Regions from separate parts of the Danio rerio genome. Here region 1 is linked to region 2. A link is a contact called in public HiCAR-type data. All regions are on one chromosome and are shown on one strand. Each heading gives the region's core, a stretch centred on a gene start, on an enhancer-like site or on the middle of the called end of the contact. The rest is flanking DNA. Distances are from core to core; before and after follow the strand shown. Region 1 holds the start of camsap2b (calmodulin regulated spectrin-associated protein family, member 2b). Region 2 holds the start of capn10 (calpain 10).

Region 1 (5,228 bases), core at 1,098-3,597, 130 kb before region 2:
CTATAGGTTATTATAGCACCTTCCTAACTATGTGTTATTTTTAACCCAATGCATTGGGTTATTTTGATTAAATGTTATTTTTTTCCATTCTGGTATTACTATTGCTACTATTACTGAATTACTATAACTATTACTATTATATTGAAAATGCTTTATTTCCATTTCATTTTAGTTCCAGAAACTTTTGTTAAAACAAATCAAGAATCACAATCAATGAATAACAAAGGGGAGACAGTTATAAACTGTGCAAGCAGAAAATCATGTGCAGAATATGGAGCTCTGTTTGCTGTAGAGGCTGTTCAGCAGCTGCAGAAGGCTTCACTCAGTGTCCACAATGTACAATACATTTTAACAACATCCAAACGCATTAAAACGCTTCTAAAAGATGATCTCGGATGGTAAAACAGATATAAAAACCACGACGCAGAGGTCAATTGTTAAAAATAACAACAAAATTGCACAAAACACAAAAACAACATTATGCACGTTTAATACAGCTGTTTTGTGTCAGTTAAATCAGTTGTTGAAATTCAAATTTTTAACCCAACTGATGGAATTATTAAATAAATACCCAAAATAAAGGTTAAAAATAACCCAACAAAGCACCAAATATTTAACTCAACTGGTTGAGTTATTAATAAATAACCTAATAAAGGTTAAAAAAAACAACAACAACAAAGCACCAAATATTTAATTCAACTGGTTGAGTTATTAATAAATACCTAATAAAGGTTAAAAATAACCCAACAAAGCACCAAATATGTTTAACTCAAGCATTGGGTTAAATAAATAACTCATTGTTTTTTAGAGTGTATGTTACTTGCTGTACTGTTACTGTGGTGATATTATTTACCTCTTCTTTAAAGTGGTTTAAATTTAATTGTTTACTCATTTGTTCTACTAATACTAGCAGTGAATGTTATAAATTTGGTGTTTCTCAGTGATTCTGTTCACCCATATTCACTCTGATTTTAGCTTAAACCTTCATTCTTGAATCACACAAACACTCACTCGCTTTCTTTCTACTTGCTCCTTTCTATATCAGGGGAATGATCCGCCTCATGCAAACATATTTCACAATTTTTACAACTATTGTCAAAACTGTACAAGTTCTAGTTCAATTAATCAGAGATTTAATGTATTATTTATATTTCTCTTTTTTTTAAATAATCATATTGTACACTAGCATTAAGCCACTTGTTGCCATCATTTACAGCATTTGTGGTATAAAAATAACAACAAAAAACATATCATGCTTTCAGTCATGATTATATTCATTAATAGACAACACAACACCTGATAAATAATTGATCAACTTCAGAAAGGTGGAATATATGCTTAAATAACCTTGATTTTTGATCACAAAGCATTTTATGGAAACAAAAATGTCAGTATTGATACATATTAAGCCAACTATTTATAGCCTATGTCAGGGGTCTCCAAACTCAGTCCTGGAGGGCCGGCGTCCTGCTGAGTTAAGCTACAACTTGCTTTAACACACCTGCCAGGAAATGTCAAGTACAGTATATCTGAGCTTGATTAGCTGGTTCAGGTGTATTTGATTAGGGTTAGAGCTAAACTCTCTAGGACACCCCTTGGCCTATGCGATAAGCATGCTTTTGTTTGAGTTTAAAAGAGAAGGCAGAATGAAATAGTATTTAAAAAATCCTATGATGACTAATAATTTGGGTTGTTTAAAAATAAAAAAAGTCATAAGCATTGACATTGATAACATGGAGTCTTAACTTTGACATTTAAATAAAGTAGAGTTTTTTTTTTTTTATCTGTGCAATGGTGATGCAGGTTGTGTGTGTTAGCAGGAGTCATAAATCTTTCTCTTCCTCAGACAGGAAGGGGTGTGACCTCTGACTATCAGCTCTGGAGAATAGCTGTAATTATTGCCTTCAACCACATACACAAGCCTTTCATCACACAAACACACGCTCACACAAGCTTTTTATGTGTGAGAGAGCAAGCCCGTTTTAAAGCAGAGAGAGAGAGAGAGAAAGAGAGAGAGAGAGAGAGAGAGAGAGAGAGAGAGAGAGAGAGAGTTTTCCACCCAGATGTGACTGAATCTCTCCTGCTAAATTTAGCCATATTGGCTGCTGTTACTCACTGCTCAAGCTTCTGACCCAGCTGAATGACATCACGCCCGTCAGCTCTTTATGTGCGTTGAATCATGACGATTTTGTCCAAAAATAGTAATTTACTAATTCATTATTTCAGTTTCCAATGGTCACCTGTTTGCGTCTTTCCATTTCACAAAATCTGGGCCAACTGTACTGTCCACACAGAGAAATGTTGTGAGATGTCGCCATCCAGCGGACACCGGAAAACAACCTGCTGCAGTTGGATTGAGGGATTTCGCTCATAATTTAACCCTTGTGCACTGTTTAAATTTACTACCCTTTTGTTATTTTCAGGATAACAACATCCACTGAATTAAACTGCTGTAATTATGCATCAGATAAATAAATATTATATATATATATATATATATATATATATATATATATATATATATATATATATATATATATATATATATATATATATAACATATATATATATATATGAATATATATAATATCAGTCCCGATCAAAAGTACTAAATTGTTTGGAAAATTATATAATTTTAACTCTTTAATTGGCAAATTCACAAATAATTTCACTGATTTGGTGAAAAGAAATCACACAAAATGACGTATTTTCAATATAAAAAGTCATTGTGGACTGAATTTTTAAAAACTTTAAACAGAGTCTTGGACATGTCAACAATTAGTAACAACATTGGCTTTAATGCATTGTTGGATTTACATTTTTTTTCTCCCTGATTTACTGTTGGTGGCTGTTTTTGCCCTGTTGACTTACATTATAATCACCTTTGATGGTGCATAAATACACAGTCTTTATTTTTATTATTCCAACAGTAAAAACTGACAAATTTGACCTCTTTCAGGGAAAACCACCAACAATCAAAAACGCATGATCATATGGTGTCATGGTTTTGTAATAAAAAAGATGTGTAATTAATGAAAGTCATCAGGGCAAAAACAGCCACCAACAGTAAGTTAGGGAGAATAAAATAAAAATGAATTTAAAAAAAAACAATGCATCAAAGGCAATTATGTTACACAGGTCCAAGACTTTGATAAAAGATTTTTTAAAATAATGATAATAATTTATGAGTTTATGATTTGCTGGATCAGTTGGTGGTTCATTCTGCTGTGGCGACCCCAGGTTTATAAGGGGACTAAGCCGAAAAGAAAATGAATGAATGAAATTTCTGAATTTGGCAATTAAAGAGTTAAAATCCTATAATTTTCTCAACAATTTAATAGTTTTGATTAGGACTGAGGTTTATTATTAACAGATTAATGCAAAAAAAAAATGTATCTGATGCATATTTACAGCAGTTTAATTCAGTGGATGTTTTCGTTTTCATCCCGAACATAACAAAAGGGTAGTAAATTTGCTCAGAGTGTATTGTTGAGTTTTCTTTAAAAAAAAAATTAAAAATTAAAGCATTTTCTCAAAATGTGTCAAAATAAGATTTGTCACCATAAATCATTCTGCTAGCTGAAACACAGAGAAAGTTATGGCTAAATTAAGACTCAAAATCACCCCAGAGTGGATAAAAACATCCCCAAAAGAACATAAGGGTTAAGAAAAAATATTTAAAGCATCTTTGGGGTGGAAGAACCTTTCAAAATATGGGATATGTATGGTAACTAAAAAGGCCCAGCTCTTCTGGTTTGTGGTGTGAAACAATAACCCCCGGTTTCACAAAGAAGGTTTAAGGCTAGTCAAGGTTAAATTGCAAGTTTGAGCTGTTTCAACTTAAAATAACTTGATGTCAGTGTGATATTTGTCTCCAGGTGCACACCAATAATATATTTTTCTAAGGCCATTTTTTTTAATGTGTCTTAAATAGCCTAATTTAACTATGGCCTATAGTCCTGGCTTAATCTAAGCTCTGTTTGTGAAACTGGGCCTGGGAGTGGCAAACACAGTGGAAGCTAGCTAGTGAAGTGTTGTGCAGGTAAACCATAGGGCCATGGTCTCAGGTCAGAGTGGGTTGGGTTGCGTAGGACACATTGGATACATTGGATGGCATGGATACATTGGTGCCGTAACCCGGATGGGAGTGAGGTTTAGGGGAGTGAGTGTACTAGCGGAGGCCAGCTAGTGAAGTGCTGTGCAGGTAAACCTCACTCCTCTGACTTCTAAAGGTGCTAGCAATAGACACTAGAGGCCATGGTCTTTAGCCTGCTTGTTAGAACAACCAACTTCCATGCAAAAAGTTCCTGGTGTAAAATTGGTGGAGTTACATATACATATAAATAAAGTTGGATTCAGAATTATTAACCCCTCTCTTGAATTTTTTTTCTTTCTTGTGCTTCTTTTTTTTCTTTTTCTTTTTTAATATTTCCCAAATGATGTTTAACAGAGCAAGGAAATTTTCACAGTATGTCTGATAATATTTTTCTTCTGGAGAAAGTTGTTTTATTATGGCTAGAATAAAAGCAGTTTTTTTTTAAAAATTATTAAAAAAACATTTTAAAGTTAACAATATCAGCCCCTTTAAGCTTTATATTTTTTCAATTGTCTACAGAACATAGCATTGTTATACCATGACTTGCCTAATTACCCTAATAAGCCTTTAAATGTCACTTTAAGCTGTAAAGAAGTGTCTTGAAAAATATTTTTAAAAAAAATAACAGTGAAATATTTTTTACTGTCATCATGGCAAAGATAAAATTAATCAATTATTAGAAATGAGTTATTAAAACTATTATGATTAGAAATGAGTTGAAAAAAATCTGTTAAACAGAAATTCGGGGGGAAAAATTGGGCTAATAATTCTGACTTCAACTATATATATATATATATATATATATATATATATATATATATATATATATATATATATATATATATATATATATATATATACACACACGCCCCAATTTCCCAATTTGACCAGCAGAGGGTGCTGCTGCGCTACAGGTAGCTATCAGTGCTGACTTCTAAAAACAACATAACTTGGAATAGTTTAGGTTTACCACAGTTATGGAATGTGCCCAGCCTACAGAAACAATTTAAGTAATGGTGTGCTGATGTTGTACTTGCCAAATAAGCAATTGCTGTTTTAACTAAGTGTTTTATAATGGTAAACACCATTTCTACAGGACAAAAGTCACAAGTTGAATGTTCCATATCTGCTT
Region 2 (6,030 bases), core at 146-2,645:
CCAGCGTTTCATCATAGATGATGCAATAAAGTTATTTCCCAGAGATTAAAGTGTGCATGCAAGGGGAATTTTTGTCTCTTAAGCCTTACTATTAGCTCATTCATTAACTTTCTATATTTTAGCCAATTACTGACCATTATTCAAATAAACTCGCATTCTTGTATTACTGCATGAATTCCGCTGCACTTCAGTCTATTCTCTTCCTTTGTGTCATGAAATATGGGTAAATAATTCAAGATATACTGTAGTTCATCTGCTGATTTAATGTAAGCATTGTTATATTATTACATCCGCTGATTTAATATAAGCATTTACAGTGCTCAGCATAATTAAGGATACCCCATTTTGAAAATACATTTTTTTTTTATCGATTTCTCAGTGAATATTGGCAATGTATTTTGGTGCATTTAAACAACAGATTTATTAAACAATTGAAATTAAGATAATACAGTTAAATTCAAGCAAAACATTAAACAAAAATTTATTAAAAACTACAAAACCTTAACAATTCTTTTTTCATTTTTTTGCTTCTTTTGATTTTTTCTCTTTTAAATTTTTAATTAATATTTTTCTATAACTTTTAAATATGGCTGTACTAGTTTTTGAACTGTTATCATAAGTTATTTTGTTAGATAAGCTCCAGATTTGGCTTCAGTACTGACTAATCTAATGCATATGCACAAATATTGTATAGCTTCCTATTGAAAATATGAATTTTAAAGAGATTTTTGAGGGGTGAGCTTACACGCTGAGCACTGTATATTTTATTATTACATTGCTGATTTAATGTAAGCATTTCACTGCACATAATACGGTGTTGTTTGACTGTATGTGACAATTCAAATTTGAATTTGAATATTCAAAATTAATTTTTTCATGTGCAAGTATTCATAGAGTTTTTTTTCCACCTTGGCATTGTTTAAATGAACACGCTTTTAATACAGTCACAGATTAAATGTCATATAATATAATATTCTATATATATTTTTTTATATGCAGTATAATAATATTTTTTAATTATTTGTTTAAATTATTTTAAAATAATTAAAATAGTAAATAGTAAAATAGTAAATAAATAAACACAAAAGACAAGGTTTCACTTTACATGGAAAAATTAATTTAATGCATTGGTTTTAAAAAAAAGTACACAAAAAATAAACACTATAAAATACATATAATAGATTTAAAACGCATATAAAAATATGCAGACATATCAAATTTCATAAAGAAATAGATTCTTGTAATAACATCTGTTTAGTCACTGGAGTTGTCAGATTAAGCTTTGGAATTCTTTTTGTTGATTGCTTGCACCTTCTCCCTGTACAACAGAAAGACAGAAAATAAACGTTAGATCAATGCATTTCAGTTAATTATTGTTCATTTATCCACAGCAGTCGAGCTTTACCTCAGCTTACGGATGCTTTCCATCACCCAGCCTTTGGACGGGTCTGTGCAAATGTTCTTGCCTCCGTTTGTGTGGAATCTGTCAGGTAAATGAGCATCTTTCAGTTCATTTTTCTGATTTTTATCAAGAGCTTAATCATATATGATGCACTACATAGGATGAATGCAGTACTTACATGACAGCATTAATGTGGCAGCTTCTTGTAATGGTCTGAATGGAATATCCTTTGATTAATGACATCGGGATCATTCCTTTGGTATACTTTCTGCAACACGCTGTAAAAAGCACGCAAATTGAGTTTATTTTGTGATGTGAATAGAATTAAAATAATCTTTAAAATTAACTAATGATTATGCTTTCATAGTTGATTGATTAGATTAAGATTTGTAATCTTTGTGTTATTGTTGTTGTATTACAGGCTTTTAAAAATGTTATATTTAAATATGCAAATAAGGAATTATTTATAATTTTTATACATTTTGCACCAAAAATTTGATTGATTTGTACATATTAAGTTTTGGGAATCTCTTTTTACAACTCCCTAATTCTTGAAATACTGTGAAATGGCAGAAAATGAATAAATTTACCCAATTTTTGTTAAATAAAATGGTTGTTTTTGAATTTAGTTAAAAATAAAGCTGTGGTCTAATAATAATTAAATGTCTTTGCCAATAATATGAATAATTAATTAATTATTATTAATAAAACGGCCAAAAAGTGTCTATTTAAGTCTATTGAACTGCTAATTTTGAGGAAAATCTTGCTCCTTTTTGCTTGTATTTAGTCCAAATATCTAACAATCCTTAAATCAAAAAGCATCTTCTAGTAAAGATAAAAATATTGTCTTGTTTTTAGAGATTATGAGCTAAATTGATTATGATTAAATGATTTCTCATAATTAAAACAAAATAATCTTGTTTTAATAATCCTTAGGCATAATAATCCTGTTTTAAAATTATTTTGCTTACCCCGCAGATTATTAAGCTTGTTATTAAATTAAGTAAAATTAAATACATTTTGACACGTTATGTTTGAAAACAAGACAATATTTTTGATTGTATAGAAAATGCCTCTTGAGTTAAGAATATTTCGATATTTGGACTAGAAACAAGTCAAAAAACATTTATTTTGGTGCATGTATACTGTAACTTCAATCTACGGACCCAAACTAATAAAAAAACATAACAAAATACTTTTTTTAAAACCAAAATTCAACTAAGGTGAGTGTTTTTTATCTTCACACAGCAAAAAAAAAAAAAACACAACAAAAAGCCCCAAATCTGCACATTTTATTTGATTTTTACATTTCACAATATGAACCTATTATTTTTTAATCAAATCAACATCTCCGAGAAGCAAATAGCTTATTCCAGTAAAAGGAATAAAATCCAAAATAAGTGCTAAAATAAGACAAAATGTACTTACACACAGCTGCAGCATCAGTACACAGTAAACCCAGCGCCACGATTGTCAGCACCATCACACACGCTGAAATCCGACTCATTTTCTCTCTGTTCTTCTGTCTGTGTGTTTAAGATGTTTAGAGCAAGAGGCAGATGAGAATTAGGGCAGGTGAGAAGAGATTTATATACATGCAGACTCAGGGGAAAAAACCAACAGGGCTTTCCATGCATACGTAAACAGCAGCACATGTGTACAAACAAAAAAAAAAACAGCACAAAAGCAAAGCCGCAATGTGATCTTATCTGGCCTGTCAGTCAAAAAGGTGCAACGAGGAAGCAGCAGAGAGGAAAAACTGGCCTGGAAAATACAGAACATGGTTATTTAGTTTACTTCCCTGAAAGAGAGTGAGAGTGAGAGAGTGAACACTGAACCATTTGAATTGTTTCCTTTGGTGAATTGATAGAAACAATGTTGGAAACTCCGAGTGGACTTTAGGTTCAAACTGAAGGTCAAAGGAACAAAGAACAAATTTAGGACTGGATATTTGCCCAAAATTTTTACCTTTAGTTTGAGGATGTTGTGTGTATAAACATGAATACCTTGATTCAGTCAGATTACTTTTGTAGTTTTTATATTATTTTTATTATTTATTTTTATTTTTATAGTAGTATTATATTGCTGTATAGGGTTTTCCTTTACATTTGATTTAATGTGTTCATCAGTGTGCATTTTAAACATGTTCAAGCTTTCTTGAGAATCTAACCTTGCTGTTTTTAGAAACACTAAAGTAAAACAAAATACACTCAAAACTGATAACAGCAATTCACTGCTCTTTTTTCCAAACTATTTATTTAAAATAAAGAGTTTTTGAGGGGCAACTTAATTGTTTTAGGTTCAATCCACTTGTAAAAGCATTCAAATAAAAACATGAAACCTTTAGATGCAAAAACCTCTAAGTGCTTTCTGAAATCTTATCCAAAACTAGCATTTTTTTCAGGCTGTGGTGTGTAGTTTCAGTAATTTTACACTTAGGGCAAAGAATGTTCTTTTCATTGCCTTTAAAATGAATTAACTGAACGTAAACATATAGGATAACATAGATGCAAATTTTAGAGGAAAATTTCAGACGGCACTTAGAGGTTTTTGCATCTGAACTGCACACAAATTTGTAAAAACTAATAAGTAACCTTAATTCCTTCATGCTTTTCTCAACACAAATCGATTTTGTGGTACCCAGGTTTTTTTTTTTAACAGTGCAAGGACTATTGCAAATTTTATTTCAATTTTCTATTCAAATAAGGCAGTCATCTATTGTTATTAAGATGTTACATCAGAGTTGTCATCAGAGTTTTTTTTTTGTCAGATTTGAATATATTTTAGAATGTTTTTATTTACTGTATATTAAATTACTATACTTTTACTACTACCACTACTAAAAATTATAATAGTAATCGATAATCCCGATGTGTAAAGCTATAGGAGCATCATAACCTTATTAATATGTTTTATTATTATTATTATAAAAAAATCTTAGTTCTTAAAAAAAATTTTAATTTATGGCTGTAACATCAACAAAGCCGCTGGTTTAGATATAAACTATTATTTAATGGAAAATAAAATAGCAAAAATAAAGTACCATATATCTGACTCTAAATACAGTTATTTAAATAATGTAAAATGACATTTGAATTCATTTTTAATACATTATTAAGTTTTGAAATTCTGACAAATCATTAAAGTATACTTAAGAGCAGAGTATAGGAACACTAAAACTTAATATTTTAAGTTCATTGTATTGTATATTTAAAATATAAATTTAAGCATAATTATTTGAATAGACATAATTTAAAATTGACTTAATGTATATCCAAATATATAAAAAATATTAAAATTCTCATGTTTGTATCCATTTTTTCAATATGAAATAAGGCAATTTCCTGCCTGCAGTTCTTAATGTTTTCGGCATTGTATCCACTCAGAGATGATGTTGACTATATTTTTATATTTTTATAATATGTGTATACTGTATATATAATTTTGTATTATTATTTTGATAGGAACAAAACTGCATCAATATTTAAATTTGACAATATATGTACAGCTACAATGTCTTTATATTAAATATTATGTCTGGTGACAATAAGTGAGTTGAGTTGAACATTATTTGTTGATGAATAACTGGCAAATAATTAAATATCAATCACTCAATGTTTGAAGGCAAACCCATTTTTCTGATTGTATACTACTGCTGTTACCAGAACAGTATGCTTTTAAGATAATTTCAACTTGCACTAATAAATGATGTTGAGCTATTGTCTTCTAATACACTTTTCCCATCACTTTAATGTTTAACTTTACAATAAAACAATAATAATAATAATAAAGTTGAAACATGAAAATACAGTTTTGAGTTTTACAAGCCAAATTTTAGATGCTCAACTATTTTAATATTAAATTAATTTTGTAAATTATTATTGAAATCATGACATGGTTTGAAATTTCTATACATTTTCATTAAAATATTATTATTTATTTATGTTATACAAACACATTTTAATATTTTAATTAATATGTTTATAAATTTAAATCATGTCATGATTTATAATAATAATAATAATAATAATAATATTAACAATAACAATAATAACAATAATAATAATAATAATAGTAATAATAATAATAATAATAATAATAATAATAGTAAAATTTATAATAACAATAAAAGTTAAATTAATAATAATAATAATAATAGTAAAATAAATATAATAATAGTAATAATAATAAATAATAATAAAAAATAAATCTATTTGGCTTAACTTATTAAATAACACCTTTTTAATTTTAACCTAAACATTTAAAAGTAGACTAGCTGTAGCAGTCTTAAATTACTTCACTTGTTTAGCTTTGCATACATAAACATTTTGTTGAAAGTAAACATTCATACAATTAGTTTTGTTTGTTTATTAAATCTTATTTACCTAACCTAATTTTAAAAACCTAAATATAATATATTTAATAAAGTTATCTGAAAAATTAATAAAATAAAATAATAAATACATAAAAATCTTTCTTAATGTACTGTTTATATTTAAAACAATAACAACTACTAATAATAATATACTATACTGTACAAAAGTTTTTATTTTTTAACTAAAGATAGTCTGTTCTTAACAATGTGTTTTTTAATTTATAATTATAAAAATATGAATTGAGATTATGAT

What was found. HiCAR-type assays count read pairs that join an accessible place to other places.
Region 1: a HiCAR-type map of caudal fin shows a contact between it and region 2, with 7 times the contacts expected there. The contact joins the promoter of camsap2b here to the promoter of capn10 in region 2. A contact is called at or near these places in 4 of 18 Hi-C or Micro-C datasets (caudal fin, embryo, hematopoietic stem cells and 1 more) and 2 of 4 datasets of contacts at active chromatin or transcription factors (caudal fin and embryo).

Annotation. Positions count from the first base shown.
Region 1 is chr2:48,491,201-48,496,428 of GRCz12tu, reverse strand. It overlaps camsap2b (calmodulin regulated spectrin-associated protein family, member 2b), which reads right to left and starts at 2,347. Exons shown (of 18, transcript XM_073929906.1): 1 at 2,241-2,347.
Region 2 is chr2:48,356,988-48,363,017 of GRCz12tu, reverse strand. It overlaps capn10 (calpain 10), which reads left to right and starts at 1,395. Exons shown (of 15, transcript XM_073929582.1): 1 at 1,395-1,490. It overlaps ccl20a.3 (chemokine (C-C motif) ligand 20a, duplicate 3), which reads right to left and starts at 3,063. Exons shown (of 4, transcript NM_001136254.2): 1 at 2,831-3,063; 2 at 1,581-1,680; 3 at 1,406-1,483; 4 at 1,100-1,318. The coding sequence starts at 2,909. The coding sequence ends at 1,276.